Linked DNA regions of Acanthopagrus latus: region 1 is linked to region 2. The links are chromatin contacts, called in public Hi-C maps. All regions are on one chromosome and are shown on one strand. Each heading gives the region's core, a stretch centred on a gene start, on an enhancer-like site or on the middle of the called end of the contact. The rest is flanking DNA. Distances are from core to core; before and after follow the strand shown.

Region 1 (6,700 bases), core at 3,270-5,769, 130 kb after region 2:
TGTTGGAGAGGCTTTTAGGCACAAGGTGCTCCAGTGTTAGCGTATGGGTATGTCTGTCTTCGCTGATCTCATCAAAGGGCCAAAGGGTCGCGGAGAGCCAGAAAAAATAACTTGGAGTGTGGATTTAATGAAGAATAAACTTACACTCAAGTTACACTCACAGGAACTACTTTTGAAACCAGCTCTCAGGGCCGCCAGTCAGTCACATTATTTACAAAAACACCTCACTGCTGTTACTGACCAGGGCTCTCTCTGTGTGTTCTCAGGTATCTGAACCACGTGCGGGCTGCCATGCCTCAGGACACAGCTGGAGGATACACCTCAGCTTTGGCGTGTCATCGAGCAGTTCAAGACGCTCTCAGTGGGCTGTTCCTTCTCTAATGCTGAACACATCCACGGATCAAACTGCACAACAGCCACTGGGTAGAAATGTGACTAAAAGGACTGTAAAAAAACACCACAGAAAGGGCAGAAGCTGCGGTGGTAAATACTATTCTGACTGTTTTTTGGTCAAGATGTATTTTTTTTATCTTTTGTGTTCATTTATTTTCTATTTAAATAAATGGAAGTAAAAACTGAGAATCTATCATTTTGTAGATGTATTTAGAAGTAAAAAAGATGTACTTTTTTTAGAAGTGAAACAACTTAGAATGTGCAATGTCAATCTCCTAAAACAATAGCTCTAATGCATTCTGATTTGAACAAAAGAAAGTCATTTATTGACGTAAAGCTGGGTAAGGATTTCTTACATGAAGATGCAACAACATCTGTGATAAAAGCATCAGTAAAATGCAGTTTATTTAAAAAAAAAAAAAAATCAACTAAAAATATATTCTCAACTCAAATGTTTCCTTGCATTTCTTACAGTGATGAAACGATATGATGACTATGTCGAATCTGTAGCTTCTTCACACTTCGGTCTCTTTGGAGCTGGTTCTTCTGATGGCTCTGTGGATAAACACAATCTGATTAGAATCGAATCGTGGACGACTTTATCGTCCATTACTTTGGAAAATAGTCTTTGACCCATCTGGTGGTACATTAAAACATTCACACACAGCACTTACAGCACTAGTGATGGTATGAATACTTGCAGTCAGGAATGCAACAAGGTTATTTTCTTTATCTAATTGTCTGCTGATTATTGAGTAGTAAATCAATATATTGGAATGTCAGAACAATGCAAGACTCTCATCACAATCTCCCAGAGCGGAAGATGAAATTTTGAATTACTTGTTTTTTCTTAAATTTCAAAACAAAAAGGTCTTCAAATTTTTCATCAGGTATGAAAGTGAACTGAAATTTGAGAAGCTGGAAACAAAACATTTGCCATTTTTGCATGAAAGATTATCAAAATAGTTGCCAATTTTTGTCTGTTGATTAATTTATTTAACTGTGTCAGCTTTACATTAAGTAGTAAGATAGAATACAAAAGATAAACAGCAAGTAAAACAAACAAAGAATTGAGCCACCCAATTACCTGTCTGATAAATGAATTAATGACTTTCTACCAGGTTCCTTGGTAATCATCCTAAACTTTTTAGTAATTCTTCTTACCTGTCTGGTCATGATCCTTGCTGAAGAGGACCTCTTTAGGGACTGTGAATCTCACACAAAACATATCCTTGTTTGGCGCTACATTTCGCACAAAATGCACAGAACACTGGTTCTCCAGAGGGAATCCAATGCTGTCAGAAGCCCTCTTCACCACATCGGTCTCAGGGTTGTCATCTTTAGAGAAGCAGTAACAGTGCACTATGGGTAGGTTCTCATCACAGGGAGGCTCCTGGTGCAGCAGGCCCCTGAATGCATCCAGGAATTCCAGTGCCAAAGCAGGCAGGTTCATCACTACATGAACGCCAGCGGTTCCCTTCAGCAGCGCAAGCAGCTCCTGCTTCACAGGTCCCTGGATGAACACTCGCCCATCTAGGTTAAAACTCCTGACTTTCTTCTCCACTTTGTTCAGTTTGCAATTGTGCTGCAGCCATCGGTAGGACTCAGGGTTGAGATCGTTGGCCAAAACCTTGGCGCCTGAGCGAGCGGCTGGGATGGCGAAGGGTCCGACGCCAGCAAACACATCGAACACAGTCTCACCAGGTTTAATGAGTTGCACCACACGCTGGTGTTCTGTGCTCAGCCGAGGGTTCCAGTACACACGAGAGAAATCAAACTCGTAGTTCACCCCATTTTCTTTCACCTGCAGCACAGATGAAGGAAATTATATCAACTGTCAGTTAATTATCTGATTAAATGTGAGCTACATATACAGGCTACAACTTTTGTTGCACAGTCCTGTGATGTATAATGATAAGTAAACTGAAGCGCCTTTTGATTCAACTTCATAATGCTGTGTGTGTATATTTAACACAAAATAACAGCACATTTGTGACTTACTTTCGCGACCATGTTCTCCTCTCCAGCAAGCACCTCCATCTTGAAGTTGCGGTAAGTCGAGTCAATCATGTTTGTCTTGTTGACCACACAGGTAACACCAGGGTTTTTGTCCATGATGACTTGACCTATGATGGAAGCAGTCACAAAATCTGTATTAAATATGACTTCCTCAATCTGAAGTCCTTTCTAGGTTAAACCATGATCCAGAAAATGTTCACCTTTGTAAGAATTAAGAATAAAAAAAAATACTTTGACTGCAGTGTAACATCTGTGTTTATACAAAAAGTCATAATAAAAATAATGTAATAAAGCTGCAGCTTGTACATTATTCTGTAATTTATGTGAAAATGGTCATCAAGAGTCTAAACCCAGACTGGGAGGCACTGATCAAATGTATTTCACCCTTGATTCAATCACATGAGAGTAGGTCACAATTTAGATGATTTGGCTATTTGTTAAAGAAGACCTGGGACACTGTAACGCTTCAACACCGGAGTTGCACTTTACCATTGTTTCCCTTATGTAATTATCTGCCCATTATTTGGGGTAAATAACTTCCCAGATCTAATTTCCCAGAGCTCATAACAATGTCCTCAAATTACTTATTTTTAGCCGACCAATATTTAAAAACTCAAAGACTCTTCTTTATCTCTTCATAGATAACAAAGAGCCAGCAAATATAAGGACAATCAATTATCATAATTAATTGTCTTTCAATTGACTAACCAATTAATCAACTAATCACTGCAGCTATTCAACACAACCAAATTAACCTCATGGCTTTTAATCAAAAGATAAAAACCTTGCACATCAAAGTAACATTGTGGCACAGTTGTGTGAAAACTCTCTGCAGCTTTGAAGGTTACGAGATGAAACTCAACATGTTAAACATTAACCACAAGATGTATTTTTCAAAGACACAACTTTGAAAGCTTTGCAGTCGCTTATAGCAACCACATCTGAATCAGATTTATATATGGACAGGTGAAGAATTAAAAAAAACAAAAAAAACAACTCAGATTGATGGAGAAACACAACAATTCTGTGTGTGACTTTGTACTGCAATCCTTCTGTTGCATTATCTGCCTCTCACCTATGAGGCTCTTGTATGGGAGCTGGTGGTCCCTCAGGTTCATGTGTGCGATGTGTCCCACTCGGCTGAAGGACGAGGTCACGTCCTGACCCTGAGGGAGCACAGCCTCCAGCACCTCCTCGGTCTTCAGGTTGTGGTAGGTGAGCTGCAGCTCGTAGTGCTGCAGCTCCTCGGGGACACTGAATGACCTCAGAGCCTCGGCTTCGGCCTCACTGAAGGAGGCTGCTGAGGACACTTTGTGGGGGTCCAACAGCACCAAACGGAAGTCACTGCTCTCCTCTTTGTCTTGTACCACCCGGGGGATCCCTGGGCACTGAATGGCCGACTTTTTCAGGCTCTTGACCACCTTGTTCAAGACCCCAGTGGGTACCCGTAGAGCTGGTACTGTAATGGTCTGTGTGAAGGCTTCTTTGTCCAGAGAGGTCATACCCCGAACCTCTGGAGGTGGTCGGTACAGTTTAGGCTCCATTATGAACTTCACAGCAGAGCCAGAACAGGCTGAGACTGGCAGTGTGGCGGCAGAGCAGAGCCTCCGGTACACAGCGACAGCTTTTCCTTGTGTTTGTAGAGGCGGAAAGACCCTGGAGAGGAGCCTGAAACAACAAACCGCAGCTGTTATGAAGCCCAGATGTCAAAAACACTTCGCAACTGGCAAATGAGCAAAAACGGGTCATTTTGAGGCTAAATTGATTGTTATTTTAGCGACTATTTTAGAGAGAAATCACATTCAGAGCTCACCTCAACATCCTTCGGTCGCCTGCACGCTTGATCCACGTCATCGGTAGGCGACCCGAGCCGACTGGTGATTGGTCAGCCGAGCAGAGATTCGATCTCCGATTGGGTAGTCTCCCTTCTAACGTCTTAAACGCGACCGGAAATAAAGTCACATGACCTGGGTGACCAACAACAACAATCGGCAGCTGATAAGTTGATCAGAGGAGAGTTTAAAAGTGATTGTGGAGAAGATGGTATCATAACTCTGCAGCTGTGCGTCGTGACGAGATCCGGAGCGGAAAGTCTGAAGCGGTGCAAGTTTATTTAATTTAGTTTGTGTCCTGAATTTTCCGAGAGAAGAAAAATGAGCGTCAATGGACATGCAAACCGAGATTTGTATAGTGAATGCGGAACCGGGGACACCGAGGGAAACGAAAATACACCTTTATTAGGAAATGTAAGTAGTTGATAATTGCAGAATGTCTTCCACAGCGAAGAAACACCGCTTCAGTCTAAATATGTGCGCTTCAGCAGTTGGTAATGACAGACATCACGTGCTTGTCCTGAGAAAATGTTGAGTTTCCTCTCTACTTCTGCCTCTGTCAGCACTTACAGAGAAACTCCACTCTAAAAAAAAGGAAATAATTGTATATAAAACAATTTTCTCCACAGAGGTGTCTGTATTTATATCTGTTTCTTGTGCAAATCAAACTTAAATCCACTGATTGTTAGATATCCAGTTTGTTCTTCATAATTATTACCACTCAGCCCTTAAAAAAGCTGTTATGTAATATGCTCTGTGGCTCTGTAGACAGCTTTACACTCAACGTCCCTTGGTTGTATGTTATCTGAACTTACTTTTTTATAGGTATTTTTTTCTATTTTGCCTTTACTGTGCAAGTATGTTCCATCTGGATCAAGATCTGTAATAACAACATATACAACATGATATACAAATATCCACAATGATACAGGAGAACACATTGGTCTCTCAAGAAAAACAACAGCATGCCTCCTTCACTGCATTCCTGGCAGGGAGGCATGTTTTTTTTCATCTTCATCAATTCTGATTCTGGTTTTAGATTTCATACCTTTTTATAGTGATTTATTCTCTTAGCTCAAAGAGTTTGAGTTTAAAGGGTTTTATTTGATCTATCCATCTATAAGTCTATCTATAAGTCATTGAAAATATCTTTACATTCCAGTAAAGTCCTTATAGGCACATAGGTCAGTTGATCTACTATTCATTATCTGCAGAGTAGCGTCACCATTTGACTGTGAGAGATGCACACTTGAAGTCGGTCTCAATTATGCTGAACAAACAAGTAAATAATGTGGATAAAAAGTCAATATAACGCATTTTGTAAGTATACGAAAAACATGTGCACATTTTGGCTGGATTTTGTCTTTAAGTGTTTTAACATTAACAAATGCAGAAGAAGGAAAATGCAGATCCAAGTAGTAATCTGACATCTGATAGAGTAATGGGGTGCCATTTACACCAGGTCATGATTAGATTTATCAATCAGTGTCATTAATTTATTGTTTCCTGTGGCCAGAACTCAAAGGAAGTGGTGACATTAGCATAGACTGAGCACATAAAGACCCATTGCCATGTAAAGACAATTAATGAATCCACACATGTCTGTCAACATGTTATTTAAAATTAATCCTATCACTAAACTGGATCAAACACAAGCCGTAAAAATCAGAAAAGGAACCAGGTGAGATAAGCAGTAATGCATGCTGGGATATGCATCACTGTGACTCTGAACAGGGATATACTAGTAATAAATACATCTGTATGGGTATCATTTTGCCAGTGCATATTTACGTAGTCAGTTAAATTTAGTTTAGTTAATCTAGTTAAATTCTCTGTATTTTAAATTCAGTTTCATTTTGATCGCTGCATTATGATTTTACATCACAGCTGGTCCTTATTTACATCTGGTGTTATAGTTTACTTCCTGTCTTTTTCAGTACTGTAACCCAGGGTGAATCAGATTCAGCGGGCCCGCAGGTCAATCTGAGCTTGTTGTGACACTGACACCAGAGTTGCCACTCGTTCTCTCCAGGATATCCCCTATTAGAGAGGTCAAGCAGTTTGGGCAGCTCCCCTTATCCTGAGCTCAGGCAGCTGTCCCACAGCCAGCAGCTCAAATCCCACCCAATACATTCCCATTCCCATTGCCTGATCCTACATGCCACTGCAGTGTTGTCTTATGACATCCATCATCAGGGCCGGCCAGTTGTTCTTCATACTGTCAGGAGCAATTTTCTTAAAGCTCTTACAAAAATAATCAGACTTCTTCTGCTCCCTTGTCCTCACACACACACACACACATTGTTTACATCTTTATCAAAATGTTATCTCTGCTGTGTGTGTGTGTGTGTGTGTGTGTGTGTGTGTATTTGTGTGTGTGCGCAGGGATCAATACAGAGCAGGGCTAGAGGAGCCTCCTTCGTCTCCTCTGTGTTTAACCTGATGAATGCAATCAT
Region 2 (6,164 bases), core at 297-2,796:
AATTTGGTAACAGCCATTTTCATTTCACGGTATTTGCATTTGTTTGTCTCCTTTAACATCTCTTAAGTCTTAACTCAAATTGCTATTCTTCATCAGGCAACTATAACAAAAATGGAGCAATGATTGTAAATAAGTGGTGCCATGGGAGAATTACAAGGTGCAATACATGTTGTCGCGGCGGATGGGCTTTTTTTTTGTTGTGATGGTTTATTGTGTCCTACACAGTGCACAAATTGCTTTTTCAAGATGACACGGAAACACAACCTCCTGCCTGCCCTTATCCCCTCTACCTCAAGAATAACAACAACAATTTAATCCGCTTGGCTCTGGATTATTCTCTTTCTTTGTGTTGATATTGTGGCCTTTTTAGTTGATCACTTCATGAACCTCCCTTTTGCCCTCCTCCTCTCTAAGCAATTCAGCCTTTTGGAGAGGCAGACACTTGACCACAATCACTTTCATTATATTGAAATAATAGAATACTTGTAGGATTTGCTCTTTTCCCATAAAGAACACGTTGACAGGGATTTAGAATGTAATATTAATATTTCTAATCCTGTGTCAGTTTTTGGGGTCAACTAAGCGCTTTAGATTCAGGATTTAAAGATAGGGGCAAGAAAGAGGTTGAAATATTATTCAGGATCAGGAAGATAAACAACCCATTGGGATGTGTCACTTGACGTAATTATAATTGCAAAGAGGGATGGTCTTTTCATTGTTCTGTGGAAACAATACAGAAAAAAACTGACAACCGCAGTCTAATGTGTCCTGAAATAGATACTCAATGGCTTTTTAATACATTTTATTGTTAAGAATGCCAGAAGTTCTTTAAAGTAGTGAATCATTTGGAGGACCACCATCGTATTTCTGGGCCACTAGTGTGTATGATATGTGTAATTACCACTCATCAAATGCGGACAAAAGCTAAAAGAAATATGATTTTCTCTTCAAAATATTCAGTTCTAATCCAACTCCAAAATACAGTGTGTGATCGCTTAACTCCTCCTGCTCCCAGTTGGCATACAACCCGTGACAGGAAACACAACAGATGTGCACCTCTGCCTGCCATTCACAGCTGATGTGTCCCAGGTTTGGTGTGCAGGTAAAACACAGTGTGTCTATACTGCAGCATTACTGATACACACATAGAACAATGTGTGTCAGGCAGCTGCTGTTGAACACATATGGAAGTGTCATTACCATACTATATCTATGCCTATGTATAAGTAAACCTGTGTTTGTGTAAAATGCTTCCATAATTCATTTTATTTTATTATTTATTTATATGTTTTTGTGTCTGTTCAACTTATACCTGAGCCCAGTTAACTCCCTAAAAATCTGACAAAATTTCGCCGTCTTGTCTTTATCCTTAAGTGACAACACACATGGATTTGTAATAAGGTTTGTGTGTGTGTGCGTGTGTGTATGTAGTTGTCGAAGGGGCGCGCTTGTGTGATGTAAGGGGCGGGGTTTATATATTTCAACCTATCAGGAACCTCGCTCTCTTCTTGTCTCGACTCCTATTGGGTACAATCTGTCTGTGTATCATGCCGATGTTGCTTGGCTCTCAAGCGGTTAGCTCGCAGCTAATGTTATTGCTGGCGATTTCCGCCCTTTTCCTCGTAATACTGCCTATATCGTCAAATATTGCACACAGCTTATCCGCGGTAGGCTGTTCTGCTGTTAAAGGTAAGTTTGTCTCACACATGTTGACTCCGCAGGTTGCCAACCTGCTGTTATTAACCTGTTAGTTATAGTAAGCTAACGGATAATCAAGCTGAAAAGACTGCTAGCTAACAATAATACAGCTAGCTATGGTAAAGAGTCTCAGAGAGGCTCAGAAAACAGTTTACTTATCGTGAATTACCTGGTTTGGTACTTAAGGTATGAGTCGATGTGTCCGGTTACGAGCCTGGACAGGTTAGCTCATGTTAGCGCATCCACAAGCTACTGCTTCTGTGGTGTGTTCTTATGGCACCTCAGCAGCTGTTGCTCATGTGGCTCATTTTGTGTCAAACCTAATATACAGACGTATATTCGTGGTTTATTTGTTATTTTAAACTTTAAAAATCAGCGTGTTGTATGATGTGCTAACGATAATTTAATCCGCGTATATCAAGACAGTTAACTCACCTGATTGATGGAGAGATTAGGAGGAACCATCGGTGTAAGGCTTCAAAAACATGCCTGTCTTGGTGTAGTTACAGAGGTTTTGGAAATACAATTTATTTTATTTAGAGATGAAATAAAATGAACATTGAAATCCTATGTGATTATACATAAAATGTTATCAGTGCATATTCAGTTGATTGCAGAGGGCCCAGTATTGAATGTATTGCCCGATAGCTGTAAGAAATGACATTTTCTTTTTGGAAGAAGTTCTCATTAATTCCAATGCTATCCATGTACAGGCAGGAAATACCTGACAATATATTGCAGGATGTAATCAGTGATTTAACTCAAACTTGTATAATGTTACTCACAAGAGGTACAGTCTAGTGCTGCTGTTGTATGACAGTGACGATGTGGTATTGGTGCATCTCTAGTTTGCTTGATAATAATCAATAATTCCTCCATTGCAGGTAGATTCATTGTGTGTGACACAATGAATGGACACTCTCCTTCAGCTGTGTGGAGATGACCTGCCACCCCTTCGGGAATGGTCAGAATGGGGCCAGATGTGCCCCTTCTTAATGAGTACAAGCAGGAGTTCTTCTGGAAGCGCTTCCCCCAGACCATTTTGGGGGGTCCACGCTTCAAGTTGGGCTACTGTGCCCCACCATATGTTTACGTCAATCAGGCCATCTTGTTCTTGACACCATGGCTTTTTGGGGGCATTGGTACTCTTCTCTGCCAGCTGCAGCTTCTTCAGGAGCTCCACGCCACAGTGCTCTCTGGTATGCTTATGTTCGGGGGTGCAGCGGGTGTCCAGGCCCTGGCGTTGTACGCTGCTCGGAGGAGTGGCGAGGTGGAGAGACTCGGTGCACCCAACATACTGGTCGATGAAGAGGAAGTGGAATTCACCCACTGTGTCAGCCCGGAGACGGTCCGATTTATTGCCCCTGGGAAGAGGTTTGGGCTCAATGTGGTGCTGCATACAGTCCTAGCCGGGGTACTCTGTGGCTTTGGGACATGGTATGTGTTCCTTGGCAGACTGACGGCTCTCTACGGCAGCATTGGCATATCCCTGGTGGTCTATGTTCTGAGTTGGGTGACACTGTGTATAGCTGAGTATTCTCTTATAGTAAATACAGCCACAGAGACGGCCACTTTCCAGGCACAGGACACTTATGAAATCACCCCCCTCACCCGGCCCCTCTACATTTTTATTTTCATTGCTGTGGACTTGGCTGATAGGTGAGCAACAGTTTAGAAGTCCTCTTTTTTGCTATTTCACAAAGCTTCTTGCTACAATAAATATCAATTTTCTTGCTCTGATTTAGGTTTACAGGCCCAGTCCCTGAGCTTCAACTGGCCAGCCAGGTTCTTCATGTGCTGTTCCTCTTCCTACCTCTGCTGTGGGCGCTCGGTATCCTGCCTCCCCTGGATGCCCTGCTCCTCTGGGGCATGGAGCAGGCTCTTGTGTTTGGTTTAGGGGGCTCGCCCATGTCCAGCAACCTCAGGTACATCAGCAGTTTTGCGCTGATATAGGTAAAAAATAATGTTCTGGCAGTGCCAAGAGCTAAATGATGAAAAATAATCAAATATGTTACCAATTATACAAGTAGATCTCTTTTATACATTTAGATTAAATTAAAGAATCTTTGGCTCTGATGATATCTTTCACTCACATTGTGGTCATTTTGTGTGAGAAACCAGTCCTTATCACGTGCTAAAAGTCCCATTTGAATGACAAATGTGAATGTAACCTATATATCATCATCATCAGGACTCTTTGTGTGTATTCTCACAGGCTGCTGTTGATGTTTGCTGTATCTGCCGGCGTGGCTGTGTGTAATTACTTCATCCCGTCAACCCTGGGTGTGGTTCTCTTCTCTATCTCTACGGGATTTCTGCTGAGCCTGGATCTCAGCCAGGTTGGCGCACTCTGCAGAGGTCCCAGGGCAGCCTTTGGGGACCGTGGATTTCGCAGAGGGGGGTCACCACCCCCTCCTCCCAGTTCTTTTGGCTGGAGTCTGGGCTGCAGGGAGCTGCTGCTATATTTGAGCATGCTACTGGTGGCAGTGGCAGAGGCAGGGGTGTTGCATCACTTCCTCGGCTCAGCTCAGTCCCAGAGCCCAGTCACTGGGCCTCAGGCGCCTGTCAGCTACCTCCTCCTCGTACTATTTTGCCTCTGCTGGGCTCTCAGAGAGATCCAGGGGGCCTATGTATTTGGAGGAGTGTTTCTCAATCCCCTGTACCCTAAAGGCATGTCCAGTGTGCAGACATTCAAGCAGAGGAACAGAGGATTATACATCGCTGCAGCAATCAGAAGAGTCCTTCTTTATCTTGGTGAGCTTGTTATGATCTGATCTTCAATCTAGCTGAGGTGTAAAAACAACAATTCTCTGTATGAATCTGTTCTGATTCACATTTACTGTTTTATTTCACAGTGTCTCCATTTGCAATGATTGCTTTCCTGTCTATGGACAAATCTCTGCAGCTGCTCCACCGGGCTTCCCTCAGTGTGGGATTCACACGAGCATTTAGAGTGGTATGTTCACATTCTACTAAATATCACTGTGAACATAACATGGAGAAATTAGTTATTACAGTGAATAATAAACCCACCCAGATTCCCAAAGTAACTTGCAAAAATCATAGCTCTTGTTTTGAATAAAATAAAATGTATGACAGTACCTCAAGAAAAATTGTAAGTTGCAGCCCTATACATAAAGTGTGTTTTGCTTGCTTTTGTGCCTGTCGTGCCCAGTGTGATCTGTCTTTGTTGCTGTTCAGGTGTGGCAGAGTTCTGAGGATGCCCTGCTGCAGATGGTGGTCGTAGTCTTGATGCGGCTTGCAGCAGGAAACAACATGCTACCAGGGTGGGACAGCCTGGGGACTGGCGTTCAGCTTCTTCTGGTGAGGTCAACATTCATTTCCACTCAACATTAGATCCTTCTGTGTTGTTCTGTTTCGGCTTGAATGTGACAGTACAGATACATTTCTTACATTTTTACACAGCACAGTGATCTGTTGACAGCATGGGACACTTGGATTTTAAATTGAATTATATTTGTCTGAACGATGTAGACAATAATGGGGGCATCTTATCAAAACTTAAATATGGAAAATGATCATAGTTACTGATACTTACCTTTCCCTTTTTTCCCAACATTCTGCAACATATCAATGGCAATCAATACAGCATATCTGTTCATTTTAGTGTCATGGGTTTATTCAGCTTTATGTGTATTTCTGAGGTTGTAGTGAGTGGTGGTTGGTTGAACAACAGAAACAATATGATGTCACTTTAGGCTCCGGAAAATTGTGATGAGAATTTTTCTCATTCCATTCTATTCTATTCTTTTTCTTATTTTCATTTTATGTATGATTAAAATATCTGGCATGGTCGTAATTGTTAGTTCAGCTCTAAAATGTACATGAAGTAAAACTTCAGCGGATAAGACCTGATGGTGGTTCAACAGATCAGTGCCCTTTTTGTTTGCTTTTCTGATCCAGGTGGGCCTCATCTTTGACAGGATGACCCAGTTTTTTGCCAAGCTAAAGTTTACCCTGACTGTGTTGGTGACATCTTGGACAGAGAAGAAGCAGCGCCGCCAGTCGGCTGGAACTCTCTTGGCTCTGAACGCCTCTCTGTGCCCCCTGCTGCTGGCGGTGGTGACCCTCTCTGCCCTGCTCTCCGCCCCTCTGTTGCCCCTCTTCACACTGCCCATCTTCCTGGTGGGTTTCCCCAGGCCTCAGCGCAGTTGGCCAGGCCCCGTAGGTACCGCCTGTCCCTGCCCAGACTCAATCTTCTACCAGCAGATGAGCGGAAGTCTGGCCTCTGCTCTCAGGACGGCCTTTGCAAGAGGGTCACTGGGTTAGTTGTCCACTTTTACTCGTTTTATAGTGTTTCAAGTGACCAGTTATAATTTCAGCATTTCCAGGATCTCCCAAAATATCTGGATATTCTATTTTAGTGTTAATTGACAGCATCAAGTAAATTTTAATCAGATGAATACAGCTGGAAATCATCATTTTTGTCACTGAAGAAATCAGCA

The links. A called contact is a pair of places that touch in the nucleus more often than the background predicts.
Region 1: a Hi-C map of liver shows a contact between it and region 2, with 2.4 times the contacts expected there. The contact joins the promoter of slc38a6 here to the promoter of pcnx4 in region 2. A contact is called at or near these places in 3 of 4 Hi-C or Micro-C datasets (liver and muscle).

The regions. Positions count from the first base shown.
Region 1 is chr16:13,031,463-13,038,162 of fAcaLat1.1, forward strand. slc38a6 (probable sodium-coupled neutral amino acid transporter 6) reads left to right here and starts at 4,520. Exons shown (of 16, transcript XM_037071117.1): 1 at 4,520-4,658; 2 at 6,630-6,700. The coding sequence starts at 4,566. It overlaps trmt5 (tRNA (guanine(37)-N1)-methyltransferase), which reads right to left and starts at 4,400. Exons shown (of 5, transcript XM_037071116.1): 1 at 4,226-4,400; 2 at 3,488-4,080; 3 at 2,395-2,519; 4 at 1,558-2,197; 5 at 697-948. The coding sequence starts at 4,266. The coding sequence ends at 887. It overlaps mnat1 (CDK-activating kinase assembly factor MAT1), which reads left to right. Exons shown (of 8, transcript XM_037071119.1): 8 at 267-579. The coding sequence ends at 381.
Region 2 is chr16:12,904,440-12,910,603 of fAcaLat1.1, forward strand. It overlaps pcnx4 (pecanex-like protein 4), which reads left to right and starts at 1,547. Exons shown (of 11, transcript XM_037072644.1): 1 at 1,547-1,689; 2 at 2,583-3,357; 3 at 3,444-3,623; 4 at 3,914-4,452; 5 at 4,554-4,654; 6 at 4,900-5,022; 7 at 5,623-5,983. The coding sequence starts at 2,660.